Linked DNA regions of Zea mays: region 2 is linked to region 1. A link is a contact called in public Hi-C data. All regions are on one chromosome and are shown on one strand. The core of a region is the stretch at or near the end of the contact, and the rest is flanking DNA. Distances in the headings are between cores, read along the strand shown. Region 1 holds the start of LOC541625 (histidine-containing phosphotransfer protein 2). Region 2 holds the start of LOC100278572 (serine/threonine-protein kinase CTR1).

The links. Hi-C and Micro-C count contacts between places; a contact is called where the count stands out from the background.
Region 2: a Hi-C map of bundle sheath shows a contact between it and region 1, with 2.9 times the contacts expected there. The contact joins the promoter of LOC100278572 here to the promoter of LOC541625 in region 1. A contact is called at or near these places in 2 of 25 Hi-C or Micro-C datasets (bundle sheath and tassel).

What each region holds. Positions count from the first base shown.
Region 1 is chr2:169,910,711-169,914,053 of Zm-B73-REFERENCE-NAM-5.0, reverse strand. LOC541625 (histidine-containing phosphotransfer protein 2) reads left to right here and starts at 1,734. Exons shown (of 7, transcript NM_001348552.1): 1 at 1,734-1,859; 2 at 1,948-2,068; 3 at 2,170-2,303; 4 at 2,397-2,465; 5 at 3,039-3,110. The coding sequence starts at 2,009. It overlaps LOC103649070 (EEF1A lysine methyltransferase 1), which reads left to right. Exons shown (of 3, transcript XM_020549047.1): 3 at 331-483. The coding sequence ends at 483.
Region 2 is chr2:170,129,258-170,132,600 of Zm-B73-REFERENCE-NAM-5.0, reverse strand. It overlaps LOC100278572 (serine/threonine-protein kinase CTR1), which reads right to left and starts at 1,873. Exons shown (of 17, transcript XM_034059670.2): 1 at 1,040-1,873; 2 at 352-650; 3 at 94-235. The coding sequence starts at 1,498.

The DNA of each region.
Region 1 (3,343 bases), core at 485-2,984:
TTGACAATAAATCAGAATGCATGACTGTTTCAACTTTCTATGAATTGGACTAGCAGAGACGTCTTAGAAATAATGTTCATTTTTTCAGTAATGCATGAATACATCAATTGTTACTATTATTGTGTACTCTTATGGTCAACTTTCTCTTGGACATTCCTTTAAAAAAACATTCCCTTAGATAATTATGATCTTTTGGAACTTTTTTTTTGTTTTCAGCTGCAGATACCTTAATGAAGGCAGTGACGGTGACAATGCTCCAGAAACAAGCAGTGATGTAAGCAATGAGAGTGACAATGACAATGTTTTTCTCTTCACTTTCCGTTTGCGCAGAGGCCTTCCGGCACCACCACCTTCCCGGACTTGGAAGGAGAGGAAGGTTGCCGTGAAGCTGTCGAGGTTCCAAACAGCAGCCACTTGAGCTCGTGCATAATCAGGGAGGAAACTGTTGTTTTGTCATCTGTCTGCTCCAACGACGAGTTCTAGATTTCATTGACTTGTGTACACTGATTCTTTCTGCGAATCGTGTGGTGGAATTCTTCTACTCTATTACCCGTACTACCACCAGCAGGATTCTTTTTGTAATATGTTTTGGAATTTGATCCTTTCTGTAACTTAAACTGGGGAAAGGAGGCCCAGCCGCCCACCCAGCCCATGAGACATTTTTATCTCAGTATCTCTGTACCCCTTGACTCCTTGTTCTGGGCTGCATGCGAATTCGTCCCACAAAATCCAGACCGTCACGAGGCAAACTCAGGAAAATTTCCAACGAAGGGTGTCACGAGGGGGGGGGGGGCTTTGGCGCTTGGTGACACTGTCCTCTGTGTCGAGCAAAGTTGGTAGTAGCGGCTCTCTAACATCCGCAAACACTATCCTTTGAGCATTACATATCTTTTTGAACTGATAAAAGTAGTGCATTATAGTAGTAAAGATAGTAGATAAAATACCACCACCCAGTTGTTAGCATGTCGATCTAATACTATATGGTTCTACACTTCTACATAAAATAAAATAAAATAAAATAAAATAAGAAAGAAAATTCTCGTTAAAAGAGAAGTGATAACGATAATGGGAAATGAGAAGAGAAAAAAATACTCTACAATAGAGTCTATCATAGTGATGTTTGTCGTTCCGTATCAATGTTTCATACAAATCTTTTACTTCCGTCGCAACGTACGGACACATATCTATAACAATATACACACATATGTACATAAGTTATCGTATCATTATACGGTTCCGTTGCAACGCACGGGCACTCACCTAGTAGTGTATTAAGTTACAAGCATCAAGTTTGGCCATAAGATGTTTCACTTGCACCACAAACATATTTTCCCCTATATAAAACATAAAATCCTATTCTTTACCATATAAAGTATAAATCATAGAATAACCTTTTCGTACTAGCATTTTGTTTTATTGGCATCATGGTGAAATTATTTTTCAATCTTCAAATGAAAACCTGCACTTTAGCTAGCTATTGATGAGATAATAAAAGGGACTAGTCTAGCAATGCTATTCACAAAAAAAAACTGCCGAACACGAAATCAGCCAACGGCTCCTTTTTCCTCTCCATGGCCAGTGCCACAGTAGCCATACACGTGTACAGGCGCATCGAACCGAGGGCTCCAAAAAGGAAGGCCCCGAAAAAAAAAAGAAAAAGGAAAACGGCGAGAGTGGGGAAAAAAGGGAAGATAGGGAAATCAGGGATGGAAGCATTCAAGCATCGACAGTCGACGCTGCAGCAGGAAGCCAAAGAGGAGAGAATCCATCGAGTCGACCACCGAGCACGGTTAGGGCGGCGGGGCTCGCCGTGGCCACAGCTCAGGAATCCAATCCCCCACTCCTCACCGGCGCCCGCGGTTTTATAAATAGATTCCCTCGTCACTGTCGCGGTCGCGGCTTGATCGGATTCAACTCACCTACCCCACCCCCTCGATTCCTTCCCAGCTCTGGCTACTTCCTACGCCACCACCGCCCGCTCCGGCCTCGGCTCCTCGAGCAAGCTGCCATGGCTGCCGCCGCGCTGAGGGAGCAACTCAACGCTCTCCTCTCCTCCATGTTCGCCTCGGTGAGTCCGGTCGCTCTCTGTTCCCGTGCTGATTGATCGAATTGGGATGAAGGATTTAGCGATTTTTTTGTGTGTCTTTATATGTCGCGGTTGCCGTGTAGGGTCTGGTGGACGAGCAGTTCCAGCAGCTGCAGATGCTGCAGGAAGACGGGGGCACGCCGGGCTTCGTCGCCGAGGTCGTCACCCTCTTCTGCGACGACGCCGACAGGATCATCTCCGAGCTCGCCGCTCTGCTGTACGCGCTCTTCGTCCCCTTCTGCTCTATGCATACAAAGAGGATCTATTGACTTGCCCTTGCCCTGCTCTGTGATTTGCATTTTGCTTGCAGTGACCAGCCCATCGTGGACTTTGATAAGGTGGACGCCTACGTGCATCAGCTCAAAGGGAGCAGCGCCAGGTAACATTTCGCACTGGAATTCTTAATATTCTTGCGGCATCTTGCCACTTCCCATGTTACAAAACTGTGAGGTATTGATGAATGGGTAGTTTCACCAACTGGAACCTGATGACGGTAGGACACCTCTTAAACGTTACTTTGCTTGTCATGGTAAAGCATCTCAGTTTTTCCTGCCTTGGGAATTATGTGCCCTGTGCAACGTTGACCTTTTGGTGTAGATTGGATCTCAGGTTGCTGTATCGTATCTCAAACCTCCTAATATAAAATCCATATTCTGCTGATCAATCCCAGAGCCTCATCTTCAGTGGTTGTGCGCTTACCAGTTGGACTGGTAGTTATCATTATTGTGGCATGCTAAAAAAATACTTATCACGCTTACTCAGAACTTGTACGGCAGACCATTTTTACTTCCCCATCAAGCAAGTCAAGTTGTCAACTTCCTGCAGAGTTGAGCCTTGAAGTTATTAAAACTTATTATTTCGTTGTTATGTGGTGGCTTCCATTGCTAGATATGTGCTTTCCAGAATCCTTGTAACTGAACCAGTTTGCTGGTATCTGTCTGATCTGTTCCAGTGTTGGCGCTCAGAAAGTGAAGTTTACTTGCATGCAGTTCCGTCAGTTATGTCAGGATAAGAACAGAGACGGGTCAGTACTCAGCAACTTGATTTATAGTGTTTATGTCATACCATGATTTTAATCCCCATTCTCTGTGTTGTTTAATTTTTCATACATGTGACTGGGCCTACTAGCCGATCTTGTCTTGCATGGTATTACCTTTAGCTTGTGCCAATTCTTTAGTCACAAAGATTTTTAATAAGAACATCAGTTACTCTTGTTTCAATATCTGAACATGCTGATTCTTGCTTATTCTCATGTAA
Region 2 (3,343 bases), core at 624-3,123, 220 kb before region 1:
CTCTTTACTAAAATTTCGGTCGTAGTTGTCACTGTATTAACATACTTCCACAAGATGAACAATCAGGGAAACAACTTAAAACAGAAAACATACTTTAAATAGCAACGAGCGATGCTTGCAAAGACCGATAGGGAGCTTTCCAAGATGAAGCACAACAGATCCTGTACTTGACTTGATGGCCTCAATGCACTCTTTCCATCGTTGAAGCAAGTTCTCTTCATTGGAAGTTGTACCCCTTAACGATGAACAAAAAATTACATAGTATATATATATATATATAAAAATTTTCAGAAACCACATGAACCAGACCAAATCAAAAGGAGTATAGGAGCTTATTGATACAACTCTCACCCCATTCTTGAAGATATGAGTTTGGCCAGTTGGATTACCACATCTTTGGCATCAGCAGAACTGGAAAGAATGCTGGAAGCATAACTCTCCAACATACCTAATTCAAAATCAGTTCTTCGATCGATAAGAATGGCTTGAATGGAAGGATCATCAGGACGGACAGACTTGAGTGATTCCATGGAGGGTATGTGGTTCTCTTCCTGTACATCAGTGCATAGTGACCATACAAAGGGGTCCATCCCATGAATCAAGTAAAATCCATCTGGTATTGTGCTGTTGTATGATAGCGAACCATTTACCTAAAAAGGCATTAGGAACCAAGCATGAAAGCGAAATACAGGACGGCTACAAACAACACAAATACAACAATAAGATTTGTCTCAATAGGTAGTACATAGAATTCCAATTGCACATATATAAATGTATCTTTGGTGGTGTTTGATACACTGACATACTGTATGATTTCATTTTACACGAGTCCAGCTGCAATCCAAACATAAGATGTGGTAAGCATGAACTGCAGTATGATCTACCAAGTCAAGTAACTGAACCTAAGGCTTTTGTTTGCAGGTTAATTAATGGTTTGTTCAGCACAGTTTGTGACCAACTGACCATGTTGCAGCATTCTGAAATTTGGATTTCTCATAAAGAGAGAAACACAAAGGAAGGGAAGGTATGCTGAGAGTACCCAGAAGCGATGCGAGAGCGACTCCGCAGAGGGCGCGGGCTGCGCGAGCGGGAAGGCTCTCCCGTTACCGCTGCCCCTCCCGCTTCCTGAATCGCCTGGGTCGAGGAAGCCCGGGTCGGCAGCGCACGCAGCATCGGCGCAGAGGCGGAGCGCGAGCGCGAGCTGCAGCTGGTAGGTCTCCTCGGCCTGCTGCGCCCAGCTCTTGCAGGGCGAGCCAGCCGCCCCGGGAGGCGCCGCTGCCGATCCGGGCGGCGCGACCCCCGCGGCCGAGGCGGGGGGTTGTAAGTGGAATGGGTAGTCGCTGGAGGTGGAGATAGAGCTGCCGGCGCCGTAGCTGCTGCCGCTGGACTGGCGCTGCAGGATGTTGGCGGGGGCGGGAGCAGGTGCGGCGGCGTCGTCGGGGAACTGTGGGAGGAGGGAGTAGGTGGTGCGACGGCCGGCGCCCGGGGGCAGGTCCATGGCCGGGCAGGCCGGCGAAACCAAACCCTAGCGTCGGCGTGGCTCGTCGTCCGGGTCCGCTCCCCTGAAAGAGCAGGCGGTTAGTTTTTGGTGGCAATTGGCGGGTGGGCGGGGCTTAGACCAAGTCGCCGTCGACGTCTCGTCGGTAGTAGGGTGAGGGTAGCAGTAGCAACTTGCAAGGAGGCAGCCGCTTGTCTAGCGCGACTGCGCGAGGAAAGAGAGCCGCTGTGCGAATGCTCGCTAGTCGCTACGCTGCTTCGAGCGGTGGGCGTGTCCGCGTGGGCCGTGGAGGCGACAACGCGCGTGGCTGCGGATAGGAGCAGTGGCCACACAGAGTGACAAACAGCAGCCGAGAAAACGAACCAGACCGCCCGCCGCCAGAGACGGCCTGCATGGGCATGGCTATTTACAGAGTTAAGGTCAGCGCAGTCATGGCCGAAAACGAGCCTGCTCGGTCAGCTCGGCATTGTATGAGGCTATGAGCTAAGAATAAGGTTCGGGAGCCGTAACCGATAAATATTATTATATTATAAATATTTAAAAATATATAAATATGGAATATACAATCATCATTCAATATTATAATTAATCTAAATTATAAAATTACATAAATCCATCATCAAAAGCTAAGAAACAATCATACTATTATAGAAGTATTCAATATCCATTACTATTTTGTAGATTAATTAATTTAGTATAACTCGCGAGCCCACCTCGGAGCATCAACTTCTGCGTACCAGGACGCTCCCAGTTCCAAGGGGCAGGGCGACCTGACAATGACAATGGCGAACAAGGCTAGACATGCCAACATCCCAACAGAAACTAACCTTTGAATTAATGACAATGCTATTCTAGATTATCCTATTGTTGGTACCTCGGAGCATCAACTTCTGTGTACCAAGACAAAAGGCAGCATGTGTGTTGGATCAAAATATTAGCGCAAGGAAAAAATCAAATGTAGTTGATTAAAGGATAAAACTGATAATCAGATGATCGGGAATAGCATTGTCATTAATTCAGAGGTCAGTTTTTGTTGGACTGTTGACATGTCTATCCATGTTCGTCATTGTCATTGTCCGATCGCCCTGGCCCCTGGTACTGGGAGCAGCCTGGGATCCAAGATCCATCCATCCCCGTGTATATTCAAAAAACACAAAAAGAGTTGTATGATAGTTGAATATGCATGTATATTCAATTGCATGCATTATACACGATATATGTGAATGGTAGAGCGTCCGATAGGGCAATGTATTTTTCTAGTAGGTTAAAATATGTGCATTTATGTGCCTATGGGTATACCCGCGGGTAGCGAGTATTGGTAGGATATTGTACCCATCGCGGGTAGTGTGTGCATGTACATATTTGGTATTAACCTCGCAGTTACGAGTTTGTAAACCCTACACCCACGAGTTTCGTTGTCATCCCTAGCCTTGGCTAGACATTTCGAGCTCAACCGGGCAACCAGAGTGACGATGCCTCCCCACCAATCATGATTAGTCTAACGGGTGGGCATCATGTGGTCGGTACCGATTGTGTCGACCTCTTGGTCCGTTTATTCGTTCGATGGGTTTATTGATTGGTTGGTCTAATTGATACCAACCATATTGAAGTTGATGTTGCTCAGTATTGACCGATCAACACTGACTAGTGTGTAGGACGATCTAGTTGGTACTGTCTCAAACCAATATCGATTTTGGTCAACTTTTAGCAACGTGATATGTTCTAGTTGGTCCACACATGTGCCATGTCAGTTAGATATTTTTAAATCTTTGGGACATTTCCTTGTATGTCACTATAATTTTGTTCATTGCCTTATTTACCATCGTAAATAATTCTATTCCCTTA